Linked DNA regions of Mus musculus: region 2 is linked to region 1. A link is a contact called in public promoter capture Hi-C data. All regions are on one chromosome and are shown on one strand. The core of a region is the stretch at or near the end of the contact, and the rest is flanking DNA. Distances in the headings are between cores, read along the strand shown.

The links. Capture Hi-C pulls out chosen DNA fragments and counts their contacts.
Region 2: a contact with region 1 is called in a promoter capture Hi-C map of pancreatic islet. The contact joins the promoter of AU015836 here to the promoter of Pdk3 in region 1. A contact is called at or near these places in 5 of 39 promoter capture datasets (hippocampal neurons, liver, pre-B cells and 1 more), 1 of 484 Hi-C or Micro-C datasets (embryonic stem cells) and 2 of 9 other capture datasets (adipose tissue and pancreatic islet).

The regions. Positions count from the first base shown.
Region 1 is chrX:93,829,410-93,836,775 of GRCm38.p6, reverse strand. It overlaps Pdk3 (pyruvate dehydrogenase kinase, isoenzyme 3), which reads left to right and starts at 4,626. Exons shown (of 12, transcript NM_145630.3): 1 at 4,626-4,929. The coding sequence starts at 4,824.
Region 2 is chrX:93,965,982-93,973,347 of GRCm38.p6, reverse strand. It overlaps AU015836 (expressed sequence AU015836), which reads right to left and starts at 4,692. Exons shown (of 3, transcript NR_028320.1): 1 at 3,418-4,692; 2 at 1,315-1,545.

The DNA of each region.
Region 1 (7,366 bases), core at 3,377-5,876:
CACATCCTCTAGCTCACTGCTTGTCTAAGTTTCTGTTAAACTGTCTGCTTGTACAGGCACCCCCTGCCCCCAGCTAACTGCTTAGCTTCTGTTAACCTGCTTGCTTGCACAGAACCACCCCTGCAGCTGCCAATAAAGATATTAGAATGTGGTTTTGCCTTTTAAAACCTCTTACTTGATCTAGGTGTGATGGTGCAGACCTTTAGTCTCAGCACTTGGGAGGCAGAGGCATGTGGCTCTCTGGGTTCAAAAACAGAACAAAAACTCAACTGACTAGATAGACTGTGTCTATATGGTCTTCTCCAGTGTGTATCTCATAACAATGTCTTATCTTAAACCAAGAACTACAGCAAAGAATTAGACTGAAGCTCATCAGTTTTCAAATTGGCCCATATTTCTTATTATTGCAACTAATATGGGCTATTTTCCCTCCAAACGCAATTTATGGAGAAGTGAACTAAAGTGAGAATAATTACCAATAAAGGAGACAAATTTTTATAGAGATTATCAAAAATGTGTGTTCAGTTACCCATAGAGGCCAGACGAAGGCATCTAATCCTCTGGAACTGAAGTTACAGGTGTTTGTGGGCCCTCTGATGTATAGATAGTCGGAATTGAAATTGGGTCCTCTCGAAGATCAGGAAGTGCTCTTTTTTTTAAAATACATTTTTAAAGATTTTATTTTATGTATGTGAATACACAGTCATTATCCTCAGACACATCAGAAGAGGGCATCAGATCTCATTAAAGATGTTTGTGAACCACCATGTGGTTGCTGGGAATTGAACTCATGACCTCTGGAAGAGCAATTAGTGTTCTTAGCTGCTGAGATATCTCTCCACCCCCAGGAAGTGCTCTTAACCACTGAGCCATCTCTCCAGCTCCAGTTTTGTTAATTTTATCGATACATATTTGTTGTGACTTTAAATAGTGACAGGTACTTATGCAGAACACTGTCCAGTGTGGAAGAGGACATTAATCATTGTATAGGACAGTGTTAGGAAAGTTAAATTGGAAGTACTATTTATTACGGAATCATGTAGCAAGGGAAATGGATGGACTTCTAAGACAGAGAAGGCTTCTGTTCACGTTTAAGTGTTTAATTGCAATCTGAGGCATTTGGTAGGAGAAGTGTAGAGTTAGCGTTCACACATCAGAATCCTGGAAGGCTTGTATATGAATAACTTTTTGTTGCATCACAGATCATCACCAGCTTAGAAGCTGGAAACAAGGAGCATTTATGGCAACAAGCTCTGAGGATTTGGGAGCTTATCTCCCTTGGCTGAATAGTTTTGATACAGAGTCTTTTAAAAAATACAGGGGGGCTTGAATCAAGGCCTCAGGCCAGAGCTATGCAGCTTCCAGTTTATATGGTGTGAGGATCCGCTTCTAAGCTTTGAGGGGGAGGAGAGAAAGGGGTAGGTGGAGGAAGAAAAAGCAGAGAGGGAGGAGAGGGTGGGAAGGAGGGGAGGAGATGGGAGAAAGAGAAGAAGGGGTGGGGGAAGAGTGTTAGAACATGTATTCCAACTCATTTGGTCCGAAGTCCAGAATACCTTAGTGTTTAATCTAATATTTCCTTTTCTGTCCCAGAATCCCATCCAGTACATTATGTTAAGTTGTCATAGCTTTTCAGGTTTCTCGATGCTATGCCAGCATCTTTGGTTTCCCTGCTTGGGTTATTTAGTGAGACACAATAGCTTTCTAAACTAACCTCTGAATGTAATCTCATCACTTGTGACCATAATCTGTTAGGAGCTAATGCTAAAGCTAACCCACATCCAGTAGGAGGGGAATTAAGCTGTAGCTTTTGAAGACAGAAGTATAAAAGAATTTGTGGTCAAGTCCTTGGGCCCTACCTCCAAAGTGTTGGTTTTAGTAGGGCTGTAGTGGAATTCAAGAGTTTGCATTTCTAACAAGCTTCCAGGTACTGCTTCTGTGAATGAGCTAGAGATTTATCTTAGGGTTCTTTTGCTATGAAGAGACACCATGACCAAGGCAACTCTTATAAAGGAAAACATTTAATTGGGGCTGGCTTACAGTGTCAGAGGTTTAGTCCATTATCATCATGATGGGAAGCATGGCAGCATCCAGGCAGGCATGGTGCTGGAGGAGCCGAGAGTTCTACATACAGATCTACAGGCAGCAGGAAAAGACAGTGAGCCACTGAGCCTGACTTGACCATCTAAAATCTCAAAGCCCATCTCCAGTAACACACTTCCTCCAATAAAACCACACTTACTGCAAGGCCACACCTCCTAATAGTGCCACTCCCTGAGAGTCTTAAAGAGGCCATTTTCATTCAGACCACCACAAGATTTCAAGAACCACAGAGAGGCCTATATAAAACCTTATGTGCATAACAAGCTGGAAAACCTTTGAGAAGATTTAAACTCAAGAGATCTAATAATAACTACTACTGAAATCAGCTGACTTTAATTTCTAGGCTAACCATTATCATGTACAAAATAGGACCAAATGTGCCTTATATTAGGTATATTTATTTTATTTTATTGTCACAAGTAAAGGGAGAGAAGTCATACATTTTCACCTGACATTAAAATAACTGAGACACAGAAAGGCTAGTAGACTAGTCTTAGGTCACACAGCTTGCTAATGATAGGGTCAAGTTTAGAGCTGTGTCCTTTGAGTCGTGGTCCAGCACAAGTTTTCATCACACAGGCCTCTTTCACATTTCCTCGACTGTTAGGACTGTGCCACTTTTTAGGAAAGCATAAAATTAGGCATATTAATTTGAAGTAATGAAAACATCAGAATAAAAGAATTTAAAGTAGGAGTTTGTGCAGCAGGAAAGGAAATTATGAAAAAGTTGATGGGTGAGTTTGGAAGGTTCAGCAGTGCTGTGCCACATAGGTGGAAAAAGTCTCTCCCCACCAACTCTCGGGGATCTTCATCCATAACTGCTACCAGTAAAACTCCACCTGTGGGCAGCACCCAAGAAAATGAGTAGACAACCTTAGGCCACTCCTTTTTGTCTGCCCACACACTCCCAACTGCAGTCAGTGTTCTGCTGTGTTGGTAAAACTGCCCTTTCCAAAGGGTGTTGCTAAGTCTCTTTAGGCTTTGCTTCGAATGGAAAAGGCAAAGTAGCCCAGGTATGTTATGTTGTACCTAAAAATCTGGAAATGTGGGAAGAGCACAGGACGTCTCTGAAGGCACGTGCTGTTTTTCTTTCAATTCAAAGAGCAGAAGCCCAACAGTTTCATAAAGCAAAGAGGCGCTACATAGCCAAATGAAGGCATGAAACTTTCCACTAATAATCAGACCAAGAAGAACTTTTACCTTTTTTTTTTCTAGTTGAGCTTTACACATTAACAAAAATTAATGTTTTGTGGTAACAGTTAAAAGCAAGCAGTAGTTCCTATATCCACATTAGGAAATACTGATTTCATATACTGAGCCATGAATTTAAGCTCACTGTCATAGAAAGACAATCTAGCACAATGTAATATATAGATTCCTGCACCAAAGTGGTAGTAGTGGTGAAACTGAGTCAGGGTTTTGTGATGGGGAGGGGTTGTGAAAGACACTGGTCAGTGGCTCTAATTTTTTTCCCTTCGTTGTTTTTTTTTGTTTGTTTGTTTTTTGGTTTTTTTGTTGTTGTTTTTTTTTTGTTTTTTTTTTTTTTTTTTTTTTGAGACAGGGTTTCTCTGTGTAGCCCTGGCTGTCCTGGAACTCACTTTGTAGACCAGGCTGGCCTCGAACTCAGAAATCTGCCTGCCTCTGCCTCGTGAGTGCTGGGATTAAAGGTGTGTGCCACCACGTCCGGCTCAGTGGCTCTAATTTGAGCCTTTCCAATGGATGTGTATGTTTGGGCAATTAAATATTTGTTACTAATCCCGACAACTGTCTCGGGGCAAGTGGATCTAGGTTCATGGAAACCAAGTGTTAATGACCTTCGTTTGTAATGGATTCCTTCAAAGGTCTTAGTGGTGAGAGAGGCATGAAACAGTGATCTAAGGATGCTGTTATTGGCCCAGTTGGTAAAGAGGGGTCTAGGACCAGGAACCACAGCCAGTGACGTAACAATACTGTTTTGTAACAATCCTGTCCAAAGGTATTCACCCGGAGTGAAGGTGGGCAGTCAGTGAGTAGAGCTTCCGAGGACAGGTTAATTGCTAATATACTGAATCCTGTCGCGTGTAATGTTTGTGTGTGTAGGGGGAGGTGGGGGTGGGACCAGTAGCTTCCACTTAATTCTGTAATTAATTGTTGGAAGCGTAGGACCACATGGAACAACTTAAAGCTGAGGAGTCAGCAGATCTGAGGAGGGCCTTCCGGAAGAGGGGCCTCGGGTTGGGGAGGTCTAGAGCCCCTAAAAATAGCTCAGGCGTGGGCTCCCAATGGCCTTCAAGTCTCGGAGCACTTCTCAAGACTTGATCCGGGGCGGGACCTGCAGGAACGGAGCTGGCTGGTACCAGCCCGAGACCCAGGAGGTTTGTGTGCGTGTTACCGGGGCTTTAAGGAAGCTTAGGCGGCGGCGGCAGCCAATCAGCAGCGCGCGCGTGCAGCCGCGTACCCCTTAGCGCCCCTCACATCCCACGCGCGCCGCGTACGTGCGGCGGCAGATCCCGCCTTTTTCAGGCGGGGCTTGGGAAGCCGCGGGCAGCCGGCCACGGCCGCCCAACTGCTGCCCGGTACTTGTGTAGGTGTCGCGGCAGGCGAGCAGCTGCTGGCGCCAAGGCCGAGCCCCAGGTAGAGGTAAAGCCCCGCCGGCGCCGCCTCCTCCTCGCGGCTAGGCGGCGGTGACCGCCTCGGCTCCGGTCCCGGACGGCTCGGCGGATCTGCACACTGCTCTAGTGAGGATGCGGCTCTTCTACCGGCTGCTCAAGCAGCCGGTCCCCAAGCAGATCGAGCGCTACTCCCGCTTCTCCCCGTCGCCACTGTCTATCAAACAGTTCCTGGACTTCGGTAAGTCTGACTCCTTGGAGCCACCTCCAAGGCCCCACGGGAGTGAGGGAGACGCCATCCTTGTCCTGCCCGTAGTTGGGGCTCTTACTTAAGCTTCTGGGCAAATTCCGTGAGAAGCTCCGGGAGGGGTGATGGGGATGCATGCCTGAGGGCCCTCCTGGGGCATAGGTTTCGGGTTTCGGGAAGTGGAGGGGCAGGGCCTGACACCCTCACGCCCAGCTTCGTCCAAGGACCCTCATTCCACTCAGAACTCTCCAGCTATTCATTACGAGCTTCAAATCTACTTGACTCAAACCGCACTCTCCTGAAAACTTCAGAAAGAGAACTCGTAAACGTTTTTATTTTTAGGCGTTTTTAATGGTTGTGTAAGATGTGTTTAGAAACACCTTGAGGTTGAGTAAATCACGTAGTGGCGTTTTGTTCAAAATTTTCTGCTGAAAGGTGTTGGGTAGCCTTGAGTGGCAGGACCTGAACGCCATCATTATGATTCTGACTTCAAAGCAGTCAGAGTCTTGGGTAAGAGCTGACCTGTGGGCTCCTGGCTACAAAGCAGGGGTTCTAGGACAACTCCAGCCTAAGTGTGAGCACCTTTCCTTACACCCTTTTGGCAGCTGGGCTAGTACTTCATTTTACATGGATTGGGATGGGAATGGAGAGGACCCCCAATAAAGTCTGAGGCCTACTTAGATGGGAATAGGTTCTGCCACCTTCCATGAACTGATCAATTATGTTTCCCCCAGAGAATGTCATTCTAACTCCAGCAGGCCGAATGCGGTTATGAAACACCTGAAATAAAACAAATATGGAACTCAGCATCCCCCCAAGGAAACTCAAGATGACTTAGGCTCTCAAAGCCTAGATCTGTTGAATTCATATGATTTAAATGTCATGGGATGGTATCAGTTGGATATAAAAATGCAAAATAGGTACAACCTTCTGGGAGGACCAGATATGCAAAATATGGTGTTGTCTATATTTGGGGGAGCAACACAGGGGATGGAAAGAGGTACAGGTTAGAGGTTGAAGCTGATGCCAAATTAAGTTTTAGAAGCTAAGTTACCAAAGATAGATGATGAAAATCTAAGGTGAGGGTGAAGTTGGCCTTTGCATCTTAAGTTTCATTTTCAAAAGCTTTTCAGTAGTTGGACTCTACTCCCTCTGGCTATGTGTAGAATTTATGTATTTATTCTTAAACATTTTATCTATGCACGAACTTGTTTGTGTGGCCACACGTATCATGGTGTATCTGTAGGATCAGAGGGGAACTTGGGGGAGTTGGTTCTCTCCTCCTGGCATGTGGGTCCCAGAGATGAGACAGGTCCTGACTTCACAGCTTAGAATGAAAACGTTGCTATTGCTATCAATAGGCATGTTTTCCTAACTTAGGGTTAGAGATGATTGTGAACACAGGAACCTTTTGTTAGGGTAAACAGACAGATTCACTCTTAATTGAAAGAACAAACGAAATGGCTCACTCCCACCTGCAAAGTTTGTGAAAGTTTGAATAGTAAACCTGAAATTTCAGTTACTTTATTTCTATGGCAGTATCTCCCATGTTTATAGGCAAGGATGTTATTTGAATAGGGAAACTGCTGTAAGGATATTGTTATGGTGGGTAATCTTATGTGGTGAGTATCTAGAAACAAATGTTTACTCTTTTAAAGCGTTGAGGTCAGGGCTTGGGGCTTGGGGCATGGAGTCGCGGGCACCCCGAGTCCTTCCAAAGCATCATCAGGGCTAGAAGCCATTAAGTAGGTGTACTTCTGGTTAGTCTGCTGCCTCCCTTTGTTCTGTATGGAATACTTGTTTAAGCCCTTTAAAAAGAATAATTTCTTGAATCATCTTTACTGGAAATGAGGTCTGCAAGAATACCAAGTATTCTAAATGGAATATCAATTTACAAAGATAGTATTGTAGCACCATTCCCAAGGGCAAGATTAAAAAAAAAAAACAGCAACAACATAAAAATTTATATTTTCTCTTTTGGCTCAAGATTACAGTTACATGATTCCAAATTCAAAAGATGTAAAAGGACCTATGCAGAAAATGTCTATGTCCTACTTCTGTTGGCTACTCTTTTTGCATAAGTTGCACCATATAGTTTTATTTCTATCTTGCTTTTTAAGCTTAATATGAAAGAACTTACTGTGTATGTACTTGTAAACTTCCTTTCCCTTTTTCTGACGGCTGAGGGTTCATATGGGTGTAGTGTAATTAGATACCTCACAAGTGACAGCTAGTGGGATATTTGAAGACTTTGCACAGTACTGCAGTGAAGTATTGTGTACATTGTAATTTCACATATGTCTGGGTATAGATAGGAATTCCTGACGGTGACCCTTTTTTTGTTTCTTGTTTGTTTGTTTGTTTGTTTTTTGTTTTTCCAAACAGGGTTTCTCTGTATAGCCCTGGCTGTCCTGGAACTCACTTTGTAGAA
Region 2 (7,366 bases), core at 3,443-5,942, 140 kb before region 1:
GCACTTGCTGTTCTTCTAGAAAACCCAAGTTTGATTCCCAGTACTCATGTCAGGCAGCCTGTAATTCCAGCTCCAAGAGATCTTACACCATTTCCAGGACTCCATAGACACCCACATGGTAGACAGAAAGACAGACAGACAGACACACACACACAGGAGAGAGAGGGAGAATGAACACTGGAGAATTACTGTTTTTCTCATCGCCCTAGTGGAACTAATTGAAGTCCAGGTGAGACAAATATATGGGGATGGATGGGTAGCTAGCCAAAGTTTTGGGACTTCTGGGAAAATGGGAAGGGCTGTCTTTGGGAGGACGGGAGAGCATGGAGGTTAACATGGGAGAAATAGAGTTGCCTAGAGTTACACAAACTTGTATATATACACAAGCCTCAGAAGCTTGGTCGGAGTTGCAGAGATTAACTCTCAGTGACGCTGTATGAATGGTTTTGTGCCTGTTCCTATCATTCAGGTATACAAACACTGCAAGTTCTGCATAGTTTCCAACATGCTTTGTATTTCCTAACATCTGTTTCACATGCCTTAAAACCAAAGAGCGCTGGGCGTGGTGGCACACGCCTTTAATCCCAGCACTTGGGAGGCAGAGGCAGGTGGATTTCTGAGTTCGAGGCTAGCCTGGTCTACAAAGTGAGTTCCAGGACAGCCAGAGCTATACAGAGAAACCCTGTCTTGAAAAACAAAAAACAAAAAAAAAAACAAAAAACAAAAAAAAAACAAAACAAAACCAAAACAAAAAACAAAAAAACCAATGCCCAAGAAGAAGGCCAGCAACAGGAGATCTACCTCAGACTTAGTACCTCAACTCCTACTACTGCCTTAGCTCAATTTCTATGCCCACTTGCCACATCAACAAAATCTGCAACCAGAGCCTAAAGACACCCTTGGGACCTCCATCTTTTGGACAGCCCTAAAGGGCTCTTTGTGTTTTAGCAGGCCTAAGTAAGAGCGATGTGAACACCCTAAGGGGAAAGACTGGAATTAAAAAAAAAAGCAAAGGTGATGTGCGCAGGCCAGCCTGCACACAGTCTTAGTCAACAGCTTCTTATCTGATTTCAGGGGCCTTGGTCTGGAAGCACGGAGTCTCTGACTTGATATGGGAAAGCAGGAGTCAGAGTAGCAGCTTTAAACTAGGAAGTCTGTGACTAGACTCCAAAAGGCCTTTTCTGAGACCTGGGGTTTTACTTAACTTGTTTTATGAGGGCAGGAGGAGAGAAGCCACAGGGTACCTGAGGAAAGGAAGAAAGTGAACCCCACTTGGGGAAACCAAACAGACCCTGGAGAAGCAAGAAGACCTACCTTCCAACATTTTCATTAAACGGAGGAAAAGCCATGTGGAAATGTGGAATGGTGGGCCGAAATGGGTCAGCTGGCCAGACCCACAGTCTATGGCAAAGCAGCACTCCTGGAAAAGCAGCGAATGAACAGGAAACCAAGTCGTTAAATCTTCTTCCCCAGGCCTGAAGATCAGATGCCATTTTCCAGCCATTTCTTTTGGTAGTTTTTCTGATGGGGTGATGCTCCAAGGGCCTGGGAATGATTAAAGAATGACAAGGTCAAATGGTAGGTTAGTCCATTCAAAAAAGGCAACTGAGGACCAGCCTAGGACCAGTCCCTAGACCAGTGTCCTAATAACCAGGTGACTTTTCTCAGAAAGTCACCTTAAACTCAGAGCCTTAAGATCAGGGCTGGTGAAGTGTTCTGGAGTTGAGTGAGCATATCCATCCCTGTCTATCTGTCTGCTCATCTCATTCGTGTTCATGGGGCTGGATGCTCCTGGAGAATGGCGTCACATTAGTGTTGTCAGAATTTTCTCCTGAGTCATAGCAGATAATGTACTGTAGGTAAGGACCTTAAACTCATACTAGTAGATCCTCCATGAATAGAAGCTATATGTCACAGAAGACAGGGCCAGCCTCCTAGGGCATAGAGAAGACTAATCAAAGGTATTTTGCTTGGTGATGCTTGGTGTCATCCTTTGAAGCAGAGCTTATTCATGGAAGCCACCTGGGGAGATTTGAAAGAACGACAGCATGAGTTCTCCAGAAATTCTGCTTCATAAGCCTGTGCTGGTGTCTGGATAATGGTCACTTTCACAATCTTCCCAGGGGATTCTATCTAATATGCTAATACAATTGAGAATCAGCCTTAGGTATCAACCTTGCCACCCTGACCTTGGAAGCTAAGCAAGGTTAGTCCTGCTTTAGTACTTGGATGGGAGGTAGCTCAGTTTCTCTATATTATAGATGAAAACAATTTTCTCTCTCTCTCTCCTCTCCTCGCCCCCCCCCCCCGTCTGTGTGTGTGCCACCGTGTAGAGGTCAAAGGTCATTTCCTTCCAGTATGTGGGTCCCAGGATCGAACTCAGATTGTCCCATGGCAAGTGCCTTTTACCTGCTGAGATATTGCACCGGTCTAAATGATTTTCCTATGTGCCCAAACTAGATCCAATGGCAGGGTGTGGCAGCAAAACTCATAATCAGAGCACTTGGGAGGGAAGACTGGGGTTCAAGGCTATCCTGGAACACGCAGCCAGACCTCATTACAAAAAAGAGAAAACCTAATGGCTGGGAGGCAGCAAAGTGGGTAAAAGTGCTTGCAGGCATGCATGAGGGCCTGAGTTTGAATCCCCAGAATCCATCCGAAAGCCAATCATGGTAAGAGGAACACCTGTAACCCACGTGCTCCTTAGAGAAAGACTCGCCAGAAGCTCGAGCGCCAGCTAGCCTGGCTTAGCCAACAGAAACCCAACGACATCCTGTCTCAAGCAAGGAGGAAAGCAGACACCGATGCTCAAGGCTGTTCTCTGACTTCGACATGAATGCTGTGGTATGCATAAGCCTACATATTCATTCATTCATCCATTCATCCATTCACTCATTCATACATTCTTTTACATACACAATCTTAGTGCTCATTCTTTTACTTTTTTTTTTTTAATAAATCATTTCTTTTTAACTGCGTACTTCATTCAGATCACAGCCTCTTTTGGCTGCTTCCTCTGACAACAGTTTGGTTCCCATTTCTCCGGAATGCTACAACTGACTGTACTGAGTGAACCAGAGCCCCCAAACCAGGCCTTTTGAAACAGTAAATCAACAAACCAAAGTCCAGCCTCTCCTTTCCCTTAGGAAGGGACTGGTAGTCAAATGATCGGAATTCTACCTTCCAACTGCAGACACCCAAGAGCGTGGATGCACTGCAAACACGCAAACAAAACACAGCACAGCAGCCCCCACCCATATATTCCAGTGCCACTATCTGATCTCTGGCCTCTTCCAGTAGGAACGGCCTCACTCTAGCAATCTTAAGGAAGACGTTTTGGCCTCTACTTAATTTCCCAAAGAGACATAAAACCTACTAAAAGGGATACAATGGGTCAGCATAAATCGGCTTACTTACGAGAGACTTTTCTGAGTAACGGCTCTTGACTGTTGAGAAACTTCACATAATTTCAAAGTGGCAGAATCCAGGGCACTCAGAGAGGACAGTTCAGCAGTGGCCTAGTGTTGAGGGTAAGTTTCTGTATAATGTAGGTGCACACACACACCCCTCTTTTCTTCAGGGTCAGGCAAGCCGCCAAGACCTCGATCATCAAAGTAAGTTATTTTCTATATTACAGTGCATAAAACAAGAGAGGAAAGGATACTTTCATTGAGAGAGAGAGCAAGCGATCGAAAGGCAGGCGTTCATAGTGCAGAAAGTTCTGTGGCTAAGTAAATGGGCAGCAGCTGGGGCTTGTGGCCTTCAGGCGCTGAAGTACTGCAATTTGCCTCCAGAGGAGGCCTCAGCGGCGTCTGCTTCCTCCTTGGGTTTGGCTGGCTCCGCTGGCTCAGCTGGCTCCGCTGGCTCCTCTTCATCCTCCTCACCGAAATAGTTAGCCTCATAGAAAGCATCCTCATCCTCTTCGTCCTCTTCATCCTCTCCCTCCTCCTGGTAGTCAGCCTCGTAGTAGATTTCATCATCTTCGTCCTTATAATAGTTGTCTTCGTACTGGTAGTAGTCTTCATCGTCATAGTAGTCGTTATTGTTGTAATAGTTGTTCTCGTGATAGTAATCCTCCTCCTCCTCCTCCTCCTCCTCCTCATACTCCTCTACTTCGTAGTAATAGTCATCTTCATCTTCCTCCTCCTCCTCCTCCTCCTCTACCTCGGCATTCTCAAGCCCCTCGTAGTAGTAGTCATCGACATCATCGTCCTCTTCCTCCTCCTCCTCCTCCTCATCCTGCAGGGCCTCCTGGTAGATGTCCGAGTTGTCGTCCTCGCTCTCGCTCTCATTCTCTTCTTGAGGATAGATGTCTGGGTATTTCTGCATGCACTCCTTCAAGGCCTGGTACTCACTTGCACAATCGGACCCCTTGACTTCTTCGGTGCTGTGGTGGAAGCAGGAAAAGGCAGACTTGAAGTGTTCTCCACAGGGGCCGCTGGCCATTCCTCCAAGGCACGGGCAATTCCAGTTAATGCTGCCACTTGGCAGTATCAGTCCATACTCTGCATGGGGATCATTGGGCTCGTCAACCACCAGCTCGGCATTGCTGGGACTTTCGTGGTCTTCTTTGGTCACGAATACAACTTTATCTTTCTCTTCCTGCGGGCTGTAGGCCATGGTAGCTCCGGGTACTGCTTCGCAGTGCTGGTGCTCCCAACTAACAGCTTGCAGCTCTGAGCTCGAAATGCTGGAAGGCGTGGCGGTAGCTGATACACCTTCAGGCTGTGACCTCCCTCGCCCCTCCTCAGGCCTGGAGGGGCGGTTCTAAGGCCGGCACAGATCCGCCCCTTCAGGCCTGCTTGCTGCTGGCCTTCAGTATTTTTCAAAGGAAAACCTAACCTCCTGTTCTTTGGATGAGTACCCCTCAAAGGTCTACATGGAAAAGCTAGGTCCCCAGGGTGGTGCTACTTGCTGGGCAGTCCCTGTGGGGCTTTAAGCATCCCTTGTAGAAATTAGTGGACATCCTTAGGTAATTGAGGGTATACCTGTGAGGGGAATAAAGAGTCTAAAATCTCTCAGGCCCTTTGCATCCTGGATGATAATGTGTCTGATACTGCCTTCTATTCGTAGACTTGAATCTCCAGAACCATGAGCCAAAACAAAGCTCTCTTTACTTCCTAAGTACCCTGGATCAGGCATTTGGTTACAAAGCTCCACTTTTTTGAGGAAAAGTCTCACCCACTTTTCCTTCCTTACCTCTGCATCAGCTAATTGCAAACTTGGCTGAACATAGGGATCATCTGATGGCTTGCTAAAGTTAACATTCCCAAGTTCTCACCTGAACATTATTATTATTGAGTAGGCTGGCGTAGGTTCTTAGACTCTGTGATTTTTAAGATTCTCTTCCATAAATATAATCTGAACAATTTTCTAACTCTGAAATAAGGTGATTGTTGGTATGTTGTAAATTAAGGGAAATATGAATTATTTAATGTCAGTACAAAGGAAAATTAATATTTCCTTTTAATGATTTTTCTCCTGAGGGACAGACAACAATAAAAGATGGCAACCCTGCTTTATCAAAACACAGGCCTGAATTATTTTTATTTATTTATTTACTTTTTATTAGACATTTTCTTTATTTATTTACATTTCAAATGTTATCCCCTTTCCTGGTTTCCCCTCCGAAAATCCCCTATCCCTTCTGCTCTCCCCCTGCTCAACAATCCACCCACTTCTGCTTCCTGGTCCTGGCATTCCCTTATATTGGGGCATAGAGCCCTTCACAGGACCAAGGGCCTCTCCTCCCACTGATGACAGACTAGGCCATCCTCTGCTACATATGCAGATAGAGCCACGAGTCCCACCATGTGTTTTCTTTGGTTGGTGGTTTATTCCCTGGGAGCTCTGGGGGTTATTGGTTAGTTCATATTGTTGTTCCTTCTATGGGGCTGCTAACCCTATCAGCTCCTTGGGTAACAGGCCTGAATTATAACCCTGCATTTCTTATTTTGTTTGGTTATTGTTTTAAAATTAAACAGGTGGTCCTTAATGCTCCCTGGTCAGGGACACACCTTTTTATTTGTTAATTTTGCAAGTTGAATTCAGTTATAGCTTCCAGAATAGAAAATGAGTTGGCCACTGCCGGCACCCATCACAATGATGTTCAGTCATTCGGTCATTCTGTTGTTTAGTGGCTGGTAGTTTCCAGTGGGGGGTGGGGTGGGGTGGGGAATCACTGAATGCTCAGATGACCCAGGTGAAGCGCAGCTCAAACAATCGCTTATCTCAAACCCCCGGATTGAGCCCATGACTCACAGGGCCATGCTTTTAAAAGCTCCTCTCCAAGGCAGCTCAGAGGTGGGCTTGAAAAAGCTTTGGAAGGAATCCCTCGGGCCTAAGATCTGCTTGCTATTCAGCTGTGCTAAAGTCCTTGTGACTCACCTCCACAGCTGCACGGAGGGGGGGATGATGGAATTCACCTTACCTAGCTACGGAGGGTGTTCCCTACCCTTTAAGAACAATTATCAAGGTAGGATCTTGAGTTGGTTGACAGCCAAAGGGGTGGGTGGTCACTAAAGGTGTTCCATCTTGAAACAGCAGGGTGGCTGTGGTGGAGTTAGGAGTCTTTTGTGCCATAAAACTTGGGTTTTCTTCCACAGTAGTGAAATTGGAAGTACCCAGGCAACTCACCAGGTTAGAAACACAGAGGATCACTATTATTTAGTATCTGTGCAATAAACAAAACTAAAGCAGCCAGTCATTTGACAGATGTGTCCAGGACTGAAGAGACAACTTTTGTTTTTGGCCAGGCAGATGCCTGTAATATAAAAATTTAGGAACTAGGGTTAGGAGTTCAAGGACAGCCTTGGTTATGTAGCAAGCTCAAAAGTTCAAGAGTATCCTAGGGTATGTGAGACCATGTATTAAAACAGCAATATCAAATAGGCTAGTGAGATGGCTCAGTGGGTAACAACCCTTGTTGCAAAAACCGGCTATCTGTGCCCTCCTCTGTTGTGCTCTGTCTTATTCTTTTAAAACAGGGTCTTTTGCTAAACCCGGAGCTCATGGTTCTTTGGCTAAGCTGGTGGCCTGCAAACTCCAGAAAGCCTTCTGTCTTACTCCCACCCTTTAGCATCCACCTAGGGTTCCAGGTGCACATGGTCGCACCTGATGTCTTGTGTGGATGCTTATGATCTGAACTCTCCTTAGCCTTGTGTACTGCCCACTGAGCCATCCACCCAGCCCAGCTTTAGTGGGGTTTTTTCTTTCCTTTTCTTCCTTCCTTCCTTCCTTCCTTCCTTCCTTCCTTCCTTCCTTCCTTTCTTTCTTTCTTTCTTTCTTTCTTTCTTTCTTTCTTTCTTTCTTTCTTTCCTTCTTTCTTTCTTTCTTTCTTTCTTCCTTTCCTTTTAGAAAAATTACA